Linked DNA regions of Mus musculus: regions 1 and 2 are each linked to region 3. The links are chromatin contacts, called in public promoter capture Hi-C maps. All regions are on one chromosome and are shown on one strand. The core of a region is the stretch at or near the end of the contact, and the rest is flanking DNA. Distances in the headings are between cores, read along the strand shown.

Region 1 (4,875 bases), core at 958-3,457, 450 kb after region 3:
TTGGATGGCCTGCTTGGGTCTCCCTGGCTACAGACTGCCTCCCCTTCAAACAAAGGGTCCTGCAAAGGTCTGCCTTAACATAGCCCTGCCCTTTGTTTTCAAGGGAAGCACCTAGTCGCTCAAGAAGGCTTCAGGACCTCCCAGGCTGTCAGGGCACCACCAGGGCTGCCTTCCCATCTTGTCACAAATCAGGTGTCTTTACTGTCCAGAGGCCCTAACCCAAAGCCTTTTCAAGTCCTTGGCATCAAGGCTAGGTCTGTCTTATTGTAGAGGCCTCTCTAGAAATCTCCTGTTCTGTCTACTGTCAGCTCCTGCAGGAAGCTCTTAGCCTTTGGCAGCAGCATGCCATCATGAGGAAGGTTGGCCTCACCACGCCTGGCAGTGGAGGACTGGGGATAATGCCCCTATTTCAGGGAACTGAGATCCTGGAACTGAAGTGACTTGGCCCATGGAGCCCAGCAGTGGTACAGGGTGAGGTCTAGGTGGCTGGGTGTTCAGCACTCTTGGGGTTCTTGCCCTAGACTCCTAACATCCCCAGCCCCTCTGTCCTGACCCATGTCAAGTCTCCAGCTTCGTCTGACATCCAGTTTCTGAGGGACTAACCCTCTTCCCACTTCTGCTTTCACAGCCTCTTTGGGCCCTGCTTCCGGCAGTTCCCTTCTGTCTCAACCCTGTTATTTGGCTGTGTTGGGGCTTGTCCTGCTCAGTCACTCTGGTCCGTCTTGGACTGCATACACATAGAGGGTTGGGTGGGTCTAGAAAACCTGCCTTCTATCCCTGTCCCAATTCCAGAGGCCTAGGACCCACACTCATGGTGAGATGCCTTCTGTCTCTGGCTATCGGGAGCTCATGGTGGGATGTCTTCCGGCTCTGACTATCGGGAGCTCATGGTGGGATGTCTTCCGGCTCTGACTATCGGGGCTTTCCTGCCATCCTCCCAGGAAGTGATAACTCTCATTCTCTGCTGGTAAAGTTGATGAGAAGCCTCATGGGGCCTTCTGGGTGACTGATATCGCCCTAGCCTACTCTGCCGTAACTTCCTGTGGGGGCAGGGCCTCTCACCCACTGTCAGCAGCCTGCCAAGTGGTTTGCTGGGGAGGAAATTTAGGAGAGTAGGTGCCAGGTCCCCAGGAACCTCCTAGCCATCCCTCAGGAACATAATAAGCCTCGGCACAGGCAAGACACACAGGGGACCATGTTGTCTGTCTCTTGGAGACTAGACAGAACCAGTAGGAGCTGGAGGAAGTATGGAGAGGGGAAGTTGAAGAAATACCTTCTTTGGAACCAAATAATTAAAGACTGTTGCCTGAGTCACTGTGACAAGGTTATGAGTAGAGGCGAGAATGGCCTAGAAAAGCCAGGGAGAGCTGTCATGACTGGATACATAGGGTCACGGGGACTCACTGATTTCCTCCACGATCTTCAGAAGTACCCCACCAATGTGCGACTCCCCCGTGACTCGGAGTGTGACAGACTGGGCCTCAGGGTCCTCCTCGCCCACAAACACCCTCAGCTCCCAGGAAGAGTCGATATAGTCCCCGGAGGCTGTCTTCATACCCGCCATGGCTGCGGCTGTTTCTGCTGAGACAAGGTGAGTAGACAGTGGGCTGCCTAGAAATAAGCAGGAGTCCTAGGGTACCCTGGGTAGGTGGGTAGGCTTTGGGGACACTGGTACAGAGAGCTACTGTGATCCAGTCAATATAAAACCCTCTTACTATCCTAAGTGTTTGGGCTGAAGAGACAGTTCCTTAGAGTCCACGTTGTCCTGCCAATTCAGGTTTCACAGGTGGGGACACCAAGGCCCAATACTCATTGTAAAGTACCCTGCTAGGTACCAGAACAGGTCAACTCTCCTACTCACAGTTCTGCCAGGCCCACCTATCTCAGAAACAAGTCCTGGCCCACAGCTCACAGCCAGTACTCTAACCCAAGCCTCTAGGGTGGTGGCAAGTGTGGCTGCTCTGCACAGAATGGCGGAGCAGGGGACAAGTGAGTCCTCCTGGGTCTTTCACTTACCTAGCCTGCAACGGGCTGCAGCTGCAGGTGGCAGTGGGACACCTGTTACCCTGGTCTGGCCTGGTCCTGCTCAGTTGCTTCCTTCAGAGGTCAGCCTGTAGTGGCCTTATCATGAAAGTTGTACTAGTCCCTCCCCAGGGCGGGCTGTTGCTGGGTACAGGAAGCACACTGCCAGCACGCAGAGGGCTCCACGGGGCCCTTGCTTTTGTTACCACAGGAAATGAGGGAAGAACAGTGCTGGGGTGACACCACAAAGTTCTCTTTACCCCACCCCCAGGCATCTACTGGTTGCACCTCCAGCCTGCTTTTTTCTTTTATTATTATTTTTTGTTGTTGTTCAAGACAGGGTTTCTCTGTATAGCCCTGGCTGTCTTGGAACTCACTCTGTAGACAAGGCTGGCCTCGAACTCAGAAATCCACCTGGCCCTGGTGGTGCTGGGTGCGCCACCACTGCCCGGCTCCAGCCTGCTCTTAGTGGGACTGTCTACAGTCAGCAGTGAAGTCCTTCCCACCTTTAAACAGGACTTGTTTCCAAACCTACCAGCCTTAAATCTGTCCAGTGACATGCTAGAGCCTCTCTGCCTCATAAAACCTCAATGTGATTTCCTCCAGGACCCTTTATCCCGTCTCTTTAGAGGGTTCTGGTGGTCCAACAGCCTCATGTCCATGCCAGGCACTGGGATGCAAATTGCTCTAAGGAACTGAGCAGGAACGTAGACTTTTCAGGGCAGCAGCCTACCATTAATGGACGTGGTTTTTTCTTTTTTCAGAAAGGGTTTCTGTGTAGCCTTGGCTGTCCCAGAACTCACTCTGCAGACCAGGCTGGCCTTGAACTCAGAGATCTGCCTGCTCTGCCCCAAGTGCTGGGATTAAGGGTATGTGCCAACCTCTCCTCCCAAGGTAAGGCTTTTTAAGTGTGACTAGGAGAGGCTGCTCTGAGGAGTCCTGGGGTTGGGACAGGAAGCTAGTTTAGGCTAACGTAAGACATAGTACAGCCTGGTGCTGGACTCAGCATCTTGCTAGCCCAGGAAGCAGTCTTTTGGGAGCAAATGAGGAAGTTCAGTGTTGGTCACAGTGTGGGAGGAAGATAGTGGTGTGGAGCTCAGGATTGGAGCAGCAGGAGCTGTTGTCAGTATTAGTCTCAGGCCTGCTTTCTGACCCACCTTGAGTCTAGGTTAGGTTCTAGTGTTGACCTAGCAGGTTCACTCTAAGACTGCACTGCACAGAACATCAACCCAAAGCTGATCAGAATGCAGGTAGGTCATCAGTTGTTGAGCGACACTTCCACCTAGTGGCCACCCTGACAAAGCAAACAGCTCACTCTTCAGCGACCTTTCTTTCAAGGCCATCAAGAAAAGGCTTTGTGTTGGCTTCCAATTCAGCACTACTGTGTCTTAAGAGAAGAAAGTCACTGGAGACCGTAGCAACATATAACCACGCCTGACTGGCTTCTTTATTGAGGAGGGACGTGGGTAAGAACAGGTGAAGACAGCTGGGACCCTAGGTTGGGAAGAACACCCTCCCCTCCCCGTATGCACCCACTGCCCCAAATAAAAAATAACCAACTATGGGGGAGCAGCCGAGACAGTGACGGGGAGGCTAGGACTGGGCAGGGAAGGACACTCGGATTGAGGGCAGCAGTGAAGAGACCATGCGTGTGCTGGGAGGGCCCGAGGTGGCGCTGGATGAGTCTGTCTTCCTTGTAGGCATGTATAAATATAAAGATAAGCCTTTCTTCTCCCCCCCTCTGCCCAGTGCTGCTCGCCACCTTCCCAGCTCGCCTTCCTCATTGGCGAAGGGAAGAGGGGGAAAAGCAAGTTATCACCGAATTGCGATGAGACCCACATCCATCAGCTTCTGGATCTTCTGCGCTATTACAGGATTCTTTAAGTGTCTAGGAGAAGAAGATACAGTTAACTGAACAAGTCTCCTTCCACCCAAGTTCCTCGGCTGCAGAGCATTCTCAAAGACCCTGCACATGCAAAAGTCCTTTTCACCAGACAGGACAGAAAGAACCTGCCTATGCTACTGTTTGTCTGCACAGCTGAAAGCCTAGCATAGTTGGCCTTCCCAACAGAAGCTTAGGCTATTAGACTAACAGAAAAAGCAAGCTCACAGGCTCTCTGTACCACCAGTATTTTCTGTTAAGATTGATAGGATTCAGGGCTAGAGATGGCCCAGTGGTTATTGATGGAGAGAGAACTCGGAGCACTTACTGCATCCACAGTGGCTCTCAACCCTCTGTATATCCAGTTCTAGAGGGTCTGACACCCTCTTCATACATACATGTAGGTAAAATGCTCAGGCACATAACCTCAAATCATACATTGAAAGAATGATAGAATTCCCTCTCACTTCCCCACTCAACTTACTCGCTCAGAGCCTGGGGGTCCTTTTGCATCTGCTCCAGGATGAGTCTCATGGCTGGGTCACTCATTATCTGCTGCACCTCAGGGTCAGCCATGGCCCGCCGCTTCACATCCTCAGGGCTATCATGTCTGTTGTACTGTGCCATCATACAGCGTTGGTAACCATCTGCTGCTTCCTGCATTCCAGAAAAGATCAAGGGAGGCAGGTCAACACTATTTGGCTCACTGCTTCAGCAGGTCCAAGATGACAGATCATTGACAAAGGGGAAAAAAAGAGAGACAAGAGAAACTGAAGCATTTGGGAAGGACATGAAGGACCAGAGAAAACACCCAAAGGAGAAACCAACGGGGATGTATGTTATAGGCCAACAGCAGCTTACCTTACAGCTGGAGTCCAGGTCTAACGCTTTTTGGTACACATCCATGGCTTTTGTATAGTCCTTCATGGCTTCCAGAGCAGCTGCTTTCCGTGTATAACCCTTGACTACAA
Region 2 (4,325 bases), core at 667-3,166, 400 kb after region 3:
CCAGCTCTACGCCCTGAAACTAAAACTCCCTCTCCATGCTCCCCAACCCCCTCTCCGTGCTCCCCAACACCTTGTGCGTGAGGTGTGTCCTTACATCACCCTCATTTTATACAGGAGGAAACTGAGGAGTCAGGATTTGCAGGGGTACACTTGCAAAGTCCTGGCATGTGGCAAACAGAAAGCCAAGACCCCTGCAGGACCACCCCTGGCTCCTGACCTCAGCCTCAACCTCACAGCAGAGAGCTCAGTTTCTCTCTTGGGAGAATAGGGGTTCACAGCCCCACCCATGCAGTCTCGGTTTACAAAAGAACAGCAGCTGATCTGGGGACACAGGTCCCTAAACCCATGGGACTCATAATCCTTCAACTCTTAATCAGAGGACACCAGGTCCCAACCCCTCCAGGAGATTCCAAACCTTGCCCTAGGCCTGACCAGCTAGCCACCAATAGTGCTAGAAAGGGGGAAACTTGTGGGTACTGTCCCTGTAGCCCCTGTGGCACCATCTTCAGGGGCCTAACCTCCAAAGGCCACCCAGGGCTCTGGCTCTTCAGTTCCAAACTTTGTTCAGCACCCCCACCCCAACCCAGGCCCTCTCCTTGTTTCCACTTCCTTATTTGGGTTTATCACACTGCAAGGAAAAGGAGAAACTTTTCCCTTTAGTCTGGCCTGGGGGAAGGGGTATCCTGGGGCCCCGGGGGTACCCACCCTTGCCCAGCACACCTGCAGCTAAGGCCACGCCCCCAGCCCCTCCCCTTAGTTCTCACTCCTGCCCCACCCTGCCGGAAAGAAACCCAGCGTCTTCCAGGCCTATGGCCCGACTGGGAAGGAACAGTAAGGAAACTCAGGCCGCCTGAGTTGAGGCCCTAGGGAGCAAGGAGCCCAGGGGGTAGGAGAGGGAACAGTACAGAAACGTGGGTGAGACGTGATATCTAGATAAGAAGCCGCAGGTGAGTATCAGGGAAGTACCTGAGAGAAAGCAATAAAAAGTGGGGACCAGGATTTATTGAGGTTCAAAGTCACTAAGTTAAGGAGTGGGGAGCAAAGTTCCCAGAGTTGGAGGAACCTGGAAAGGAACAAAGTCTCCGGTAAGGGGTGGCTCGGTGCTCCCATCTGAACAGAAAGCTCGCTGGAATCCAGAAGCAGGACGAAAGGGTATCAACCAGGGCAGGCTGGAAAGGGATGACTATAATGGCTCAGGCAAGCGAGGCACTGAGAAGAGTAGGATCCCAGTGGCACCCCACCCAAGGCAAGGATGTCCTATGCCCCCATGGGGGTCCTGTGCCAGGAACAGGGGTCTGGGGACCAGACCAAAAACTAAGAACCAGCATGGAGACTTTGATATTCATCGTTGGCAAGGGTGGAAAAGAGTGAGAAGAAGGACAGGATTTACAGGGGTTCAAAGTCTCCATGCCAAGAAGAGCCCAATTGACCACAGCTACTGTCTTGCGGGGGAGAAGAGCGGGGACAACGACAAAGTCTTCAATTACCAGGACAACAGGGGACTCAAGTTTCCGGAGTGCAACAAGGCTGGAATAGGGGGTGAGGTGGTCAGGCAACACTGAAGTGGGGGTCCCTGGCATTCATCTAGTCGAATGTGACTGAAGGAATCCTTCGATCTAGGCAGAGCAGAGGACAGCCCACTCACTTACCTCGTCCCATTTGATGAACTTACTCCCGCGCCGCAGGGTCTCCACCACGGTGGGCGGCTCCAGCTGCAGCGCGTGGACGCCGGGCCTCGCGCCCGCCATGGCTAAGCCAGGGGCGGCTCGGGGACCTACGGAGCCCCGACGGGAACCGACGGTGCCACTGCTCTCTCCACACGCTCCCGCGCGGCCCGCTCTGGCCCCGCGGCGTCAGCGCCCGCCCGCCAGCCAGTCTGTCCCGGACGGACCGGAGACTCGGCGCCCGGCCCCGCCCCCGCAGAGCCCCGCCCCGTCGGGCGGTGCCGCCCCCTCCCACCGCTATGGTGCCGCCCGACCCACGGCGGCGCCCCCTCGCGGTTGGGGCGGCGACTGCAGCCAAAGGGATGATGGATGGAATGGGGGGGGTCTTTGTTGGCCGGCTGACTCAGTAGGACTCTCTTTTTTTTGTCTTAGATAAAGTGCTATTGAGGGTGCACCTGGAAAGACGGGTGTTGGAGCCGCTCAAGACATGCCAAGGTCAGCCGGTTGAGGACTCAGGTGGAAAAGGCGAAGATAATAAGGTTAGGGGACACAGACCCTTGTCCTCAACCCGACTCCTACCGCACTTAATGAGCTCAGGAAACGTCGTCACCCCATCTCTCTCCATCCCACTCCACCCGCGTGCCCTCACTTTGCCTCTCCCCCTCCTGCTGCAGCACAGTCCCCCCTCCCAGGGAGCACTTAGCTGGCTAATGGGCCTCCCGCCGGCAGGCGCCCCTCCCCCGTCCCTAGCTCTGGAGGCCTGGAGCTGCCACCTCCTTTGAGGACCCAGGCATCCTGGTTTTCCAGAGAAAACCTTGCCGCAGTTCTTGTGCTGCTGACCCTGTGACGGGAGCCAGTCTCAGTGAACCTCTTAGTTGAACATAGTGAAAGATGGTTGTTTGCCCAGAGGTGGCAGAAGCCTCGTGGGTGTCCCCAAAGGAGGGGTTGTGCAGCTCCTGGCCCACAGCAGGTGCCCTGAAATCTGTGTTCCAGTGATCTGAGGAACCGAAGGGGCAGACCCATGGGCACCGGCCGGGGTGGGGGCTGTAGCCCCCCCCGCAGGGCTTGGCTGGGGGGGCTCCTGCCTGGGGGCCCCTGTGGGAGCCCCCCCAATACAGAGGAGGCAGCAGCAGCAGGTTTAAAGTAGAACTCATCCAGAGGGGCCAGCCAAGTCACCTAGAAACCCAGAAAGAGTTGGAGCTAGCTCTGGGGGAGGAGGGTCGGCTAAGGAGGAGCTTCCCTACCGGCGCCTTTGCCCCAGGCGCTCAGGCCTCCAGAGGAGCCCTGCCTGGCACTGGCTGTCCTCCAAATCGCCATCATGGCGGCAAACTTAATGAATCTAGTTGTCTTTGGCTGTGGCCTTGTGCAGTGGTGTGATTGTTATCTCCACTTGAGGCCCAGAGAGGGGAAGGGACTTGCCCAAGGTCACACAGCTTCCTGAGAGGATTTAACCCCTCTTTCTGCTTCCTGCCTCTGCTCCCTGGTCTGTAGGAGAAAAGGGGGGGGGGTGCAGGCCTGTCATCTCCCTCCTCTTCTTCTTCCTTCTCCTCCTCCTCCTCCTTCTCCTCCTCCACAAGGACTATAAGAAAATACCCCTTCAGAGCTCCAACTACCACCCACCTCCTCCAGAGATCAGAACCATTAAGAGTGGAGATTGGCCTCTACCCACAGGCTTGCTTTCAAATCCAGGACTCCCTTATCCAGGAGCTAGTTATCACAGTGCAATAAACACACACCCCTCTGTAGACGGGTGACAGGTAGAAAAGAAACTGGGAATGTCAAAGGGGAAAGAGTAAAAAAAGGGCACAGGGGATCCTGCACACCAACGCTAAGGGCAGGATGACTGAGCCCTCCCAGAAGCTTCTGGAAGCAGGGCCTTGAAAAACAGGATGGAAGCTGTTTGTTGAGCCAGGCCCTCTTCTTCCCCCACCACTAATCTCTTGAGGCCAGGCAGCCCCCCATTAGAAGGCTCCCTCTTCCTCTTTGGATGCTTTCTTCCAGCCCTGGAATGGTAATAGAGTTTCTAGGCATGCAGTAATGGGGGGAATAAAGGCAGCTTTTCCGGCCTCTACCCTTGATTAAGGGATTGGTCTGGGCCCACAGGTCCCTCCCCAGGGCCTCTGATTCAGGGAGGTGCTGCAAGCATCCTTAGCTGCTCTCTGGTGGGAGGGGGCCACATTACCATGGGAAGCCACAGCCTGAGGCTGCAGGAGAAGCTAGGCACTCTCCAGTCATAGGAGGGCTGGTGGATGAGCATAGCAGGATGAAGGCTCCAGAGCCCGAGCTCCAGGTCACAGGGAGGTCAGGATCCCGGCCTCCTGGAAGACACGCCTTTCACATGAGTGATTTGCCCACTTCCTGGGCAGAGTCAGGACTTGAATCCGACCCCTTGTGCTTCAAGGCTAGGGCTCCCGTTTGAGCGGCCCAGGTTCCAAGAAAGCTGTAGGCTAGCAGACCCATCTTTCCTCTCACAGTGAATAGTCATTAGAAGAAACAAGACAGAGCAGCAGCCAGCCCCAGGAAAACAAGGATGCTCTGGGGATGACATGGGAGGGAGCCAGAGGGAGAAGCAGGATGGGCATGCCTCTGAAAGGACCTGGCATGTGACATCAAATATATGGTCAAGGGCCAGGAAAGGCAGTGTTCCATATCATCATCTTG
Region 3 (4,664 bases), core at 1,667-4,166:
TTTTTTTTTTTTTTTTTTTTTTTTTTAAGGATCTAGAAGACAGTTCTGAGAATAACACTTGAGTTTGACCTTTGATCTTTGCATGTGTTTACATGTGTGTACATACACCTGCACATGTGCACGGTGGGGGAGCCTGGTAGTTTTAGTGTGATGCCCCCGGAAGTTTGAGTGGCTGTTTGTGGAGGGTTAGGTGGGCTTTGCTGGAGGAGTGTGTCCCTGGGGTGGGCTGGGAGGTTTCAGAAGACCCCCACCACTGTTCTAATGTGCCCTCTCTGCTTCCTGTGTGTGGTTGCAATTTGAGTTCTTGTCACTTGGCTTTCAGCCGCCTGGGCTCTTGTGGACTGTGACCCCCTGTACCGTAAGCCACATCAACCCTTCCTTCTTGCAGCTGTCTTGGTTATGACGTTTTATCACGGCAAGTGCAGTTGCATTGGAAAGACTCCATCTCTGAAAACATTCTCAGCACTCCACATACCCTTGGGTGGGAGGAGGTTCTGTGGCCCAGGGTCAGGCACAGTTTACCCTGCACCCCACTCAGACCTCGTTGGCTGCCAGCAGGGGGCATCTCTCTGCCTTCCTCCTGGCTATTGTAGTGCAGGGCACAGGGCCATGCAGCTATGGACATAGAAGCCAGCTGCATTAACAAGAAAGAAGACACTGGCATGCCAGGTATGGTGGCACCTGGGAGGAAGAGGCAAGGGTTTAGCCTGGTCTACATAGCAAGTTTCAGTCCATCCAGAGCTACTAGTGAGACTCTGTCTCAAAGGAAAAGCAGAAGGGGAGGAGGAAGAGGAGGAGGAGGAGGAGGAGGAGGAGGAGGAGGAGGAGGAGGAGGAGGAGGAAAACAGCTGCTACTGCTGCCTGACATGATGATACCCACCTGTGACCCCAGCAGCAGGGAGCTAAGGCAGGAAGACCAGGAGTTCAAGGTCATCTAAGGCTGTGTAGGGAATCTGAGGCCAGCCTGGGCTACTTCTCTGAGCTCCAGTTTCCTCTTCAGAAAAATGCTCAGGGGCTTTGCAGTGGTCACAGGCCAGGCAGTACTATGGCCGTAGCCCAAGTGGAGTCCACCAGGGTCATGCGGTGGCCCAGCACCTGGGCAATGGGGTGGTTGTGGCTTGGCCTTGTAAGTCCACTGCACCAAAGAGGCTCTGCAAGAGGAAGATGTCCCTGCCTGAGCTTCGTGGGTCTAGGGCCAGGCCATAGCAGAACAACATTAAGGAGGAGCTTCGGGCAGAGTCACAGTTAGGTGTATGCTGCAGCATGCAGCATCTCACACTGGCTGCCTGGAGGCCACTGCCAGCTCAGTGTCCTGCCTGTCAGACTTAGCTAGTGACATAAGGCGGCGTACTGAATGCAGGACACCCCTCCCACAGTCAGGCTTGTCCACAGCAGAGGGACCTCAAAAGGTTTTATGCCTCTGCTTCTGAAAGCATGTCTCCCAGCTGGGGACAGCATCCCAGGGCAGACCCACAGGGGCCTGGAGGACCTCCCAGGCTCCCTGACTCAGTCCCTATCAAGGACAGTGTGGCCACATCCCCCAACTCCACGGTGCTTGGATTTAACATTGACCACAAGAGAAAGTTATTCCACACCATTCTAAAAGTCAGTCCCTACCCCCATCAAAAAGGCACTGATGGCTTTGCCAGGTAGACCCAGCCCGGGCCAGGGCTGCAGAGGCAAAGCCCCGTGTGACATCCTCCCGTGTTTCAGACGTGTGTGAACACTGACTGAGGAGGACTGGAAAGGATCTGGAACCTTCGGAGAGAACAACAGAGAGTTGTGGGTAATGGCAGGGTTAGAACTTCAAAGCTTCTGATTTGAATAACAAAAGATACTCTGTGGTCCCTGGGAGAGCCAGGAAGCCTTGAAGAGGTTGGTGGTGGGGGTGGGGGTGGGCTCTGGATGTTGGCTTCCTTCTAATTTATCAAGAAGAGGGAGGGGGAAAAACCCTAAAAATGAAAGATTGCAAAAAAAGTATTTGATCTCATTCTTTTTGTTCAGAGATGTATTATTTGTGATTATAACCTATAGGTGGTTAACTATAGTGCAAAACAAATGATTTTCCTTCTTAGATCTTGGGGCTTTTTCGGCTTTTGGTTTCTGAGATGAGCTCATGTAGCCCAGGCTAGCCTACTGTATCCTGTTTTCTGTGGTGCTGGGGATTGAACCCAGGGTTTTCTGCATGATAGACAGGAGCTCTACCCACTGCGCCACCCTCCCAGCCCCAGCTTTGGTGTTAATGAAGACCAGGTTCCAGGCAAGCCGGAGCTTCATTCTTCAGAGGTTCCGTTGGATGTCACTGCCAACTCAGCGTGCTTACAGGGGCATGTGCTAATCGCCAAAGCTTCTCTAAGGCAGGGCCTCTCTGTGCAGGGCATGGTGGGTGATGGAAGGGGAACAGGAAGCTGTTTGGCCAAAGTTCAAGCTCAGTTTCCCTCCAGCAACTACTCGCGCCCCTGGGACTTACTTTTCCCATCTGTGAAATGGCTTGTAAGGAGACAGTCAGCACTTGTCACCTCATGGGTAGAGCAAGGCCTGGCTTCCCAACTGGATGAGGAGCAGCCACGAGTCGCTTGCTACACAAAGCCCTAACCTTCCTTCTCCACCCTGATGGCTGGCACCATGGCATGCCCACCCTGGCTAGGCTGGCCCCTTACTGTTCTCCAAGGGCTTGTTTGGTCCTCTTCACCTTGGGCCCTGCTAGCTGGCCTGTTTCTGATAGCTCTCCTGGTGTCTTCACAGAGTTCTGTGTCTTCTGTCCTCTGCAGAATATCTGCCACATGTTTTCTTAAAATAGCTAGCCTCAAGTAACAGACTCATTTCCCTGGAGACATCAAGGGTTCTATGAGGCACGTGGGAGACACACTGGCTGTGATCCGAGGCGAGACAGGTGGTAACAGAGATATTGTGATGGGCAGTGATAGTGAGGATACTAGTGATGGTGCTGATGGTGGGAATGGTGGGCATGGCAACGGTGGTGGTGATGGTGGGGATGATGGGAAGGTTGGGAATTATAAGGGGGAACATGGTGATGATGGTGGGGGGATGGTAGAGATGATGTGATGGAGAAGGTGGTAGGACCCAGAACCTTCTCATTTTCCGATAAAAGATGAAAGTATTGCTTGTTTCTGTTTTTAACTCCTGGTTTTAAGTGTTGGTAATGCCCCCTCTCAAGTCAATGCTGTGTGGTCCCTGTAACTTTAATTTTTTCAAAGCCTACTTCTAATGACGGTTCTTAAACACTTTGACCTCCCACCACCCACCAGAGGTAGTAGGAAAGAAAGGATACAGGGGGAGTGGACCTGCTTAGAAAGATTCTCTGGAGCAACTCCTGTGTTGTCTGGAAATTGGCAGTTCAGTTTACAGGTTAGCAGGCGGCAGCAGCTTGATCCACTCATGAACACTTCACAGGTACACCAGCAGTCCAATTCAATAGAGTTCAGGATAGCAAACATGAATCAGCAGCGGTGACATGACCTAGCAGAGACAGCCAGGCCTCAGCCTCAGCTCGAGTCAGCAGGAGGTACCAACAGGACTCCAGGAAAAGTTCTTGGCTGTGTCTCTCAGTGAAGTGAAGATCAGCGAAGACACAAGACCAAGAAGCGTCGTACAGCTACCTCTACAAGCAAGCCCTCTCACAGTCTGCTGAGCCCTATTTATACTCCCTCCAAACATCACATGTCTTCCATGGATCTTGCCTCAGCAACACGAGTCTGTCTTAGCTGATGTCACTCTGCCAATTGAACCTTGGAAGCAAGAAGCCTCAGCACACCATCAGAAGGTTTTTGGTACATTTCTCTCTATGGGGTCCTGACAGATGCAGCTCAACTATGCACTGTAAGGTGTCATTAGTGAACAATCCTTCATCACGTGTCCTTTCACATGCTTGCCTTATTAGCAGAACATCCTTTCACCTGTGTCCACTTCAGAAGAACATTCCTTCACGAGTCTGCCCCTGCAAAACACCATCTGACGCAACTGACAAGTTTCCACTTCAGGTCCCCACTTGGCAGGGATCACAGGCTTCTGGATGGAACATTCACAAATGGTGAGTGTCACTGCCTTCCTGTGGTTCCCAGTGGGGTGTGGCCAGCTAGATGGTGAGATAAAGAGACCCCAACAGGTCTCCCATGAAAAGAGGCCTTATTCTGCACTGACCAGGACAGCAGGCAGGTGGCCAAGAAGGGGGTGGACATAGTCAGCTGAGGTCTCACCTGTCCTGCAGGGCAAAGGCCAGGCCAGCCAAGGCCATCTGGCCTGTGCTGTAAGTACGACCCATGATTGTCATGGTAACAGCCCTCCCGCGGGCTGTGGTCCACTCAGCCACTGAAAGTGATAGGGTGAGGTTCAGGCCCCTCCTGCTCCAGGGCAGGAGAAAGAGGGAAAGCTTCTGGGATGCCTGCTTAGCGTGGAATGGGCAGAATGATGCTGGCCAGTCCCAAGGCACTCGGGAACTGAAGGCCACAGGGCCACAGCAGATAAAGAAGTGGGGAGCCAAGGTGCACCAGCCACAGCCACAGCCCGGCATCGACTGGTGTCCAGCCTGTGAAGATGAGCACACGGGGCCCTGGGACCCTCCACAGGGTACGGCACCTGCCCAAAGGAGAGGAGGGCAGCCAGCTCTGCCTCCTCAGAGTTTCTACAAACATGGGAGGCTTGTG

What was found. Promoter capture Hi-C pulls out the DNA fragments that hold promoters and counts their contacts.
Region 1: a contact with region 3 is called in a promoter capture Hi-C map of pre-B cells, with 4 times the contacts expected there. A contact is called at or near these places in 8 of 39 promoter capture datasets (the 3T3-L1 cell line, cranial neural crest, embryonic stem cells and 5 more), 2 of 484 Hi-C or Micro-C datasets (the N1E-115 cell line and palatal mesenchyme) and 2 of 130 datasets of targeted methods (both in large pre-B cells).
Region 2: a promoter capture Hi-C map of pre-B cells shows a contact between it and region 3, with 6 times the contacts expected there. A contact is called at or near these places in 8 of 39 promoter capture datasets (the 3T3-L1 cell line, the C10 cell line, the HPC-7 cell line and 5 more) and 4 of 130 datasets of targeted methods (astrocytes, embryonic stem cells and large pre-B cells).

What each region holds. Positions count from the first base shown.
Region 1 is chr19:7,017,262-7,022,136 of GRCm38.p6, forward strand. It overlaps Fermt3 (fermitin family member 3), which reads right to left and starts at 2,208. Exons shown (of 15, transcript NM_153795.2): 1 at 2,017-2,208; 2 at 1,405-1,578. The coding sequence starts at 1,564. It overlaps Stip1 (stress-induced phosphoprotein 1), which reads right to left. Exons shown (of 14, transcript NM_016737.2): 12 at 4,766-4,869; 13 at 4,389-4,561; 14 at 3,435-3,910. The coding sequence ends at 3,838.
Region 2 is chr19:6,967,898-6,972,222 of GRCm38.p6, forward strand. Plcb3 (phospholipase C, beta 3) reads right to left here and starts at 1,917. Exons shown (of 31, transcript NM_001290349.1): 1 at 1,650-1,917. The coding sequence starts at 1,748. Gm52400 (a long non-coding RNA gene) reads left to right here and starts at 799. Exons shown (of 3, transcript XR_003952919.1): 1 at 799-947; 2 at 2,097-2,203.
Region 3 is chr19:6,567,950-6,572,613 of GRCm38.p6, forward strand. Gm32245 (a long non-coding RNA gene) reads left to right here. Exons shown (of 3, transcript XR_879496.3): 2 at 3,415-4,051. Among named protein-coding and RNA genes, the nearest start is that of Gm32245, 3.2 kb to the left of the region's middle.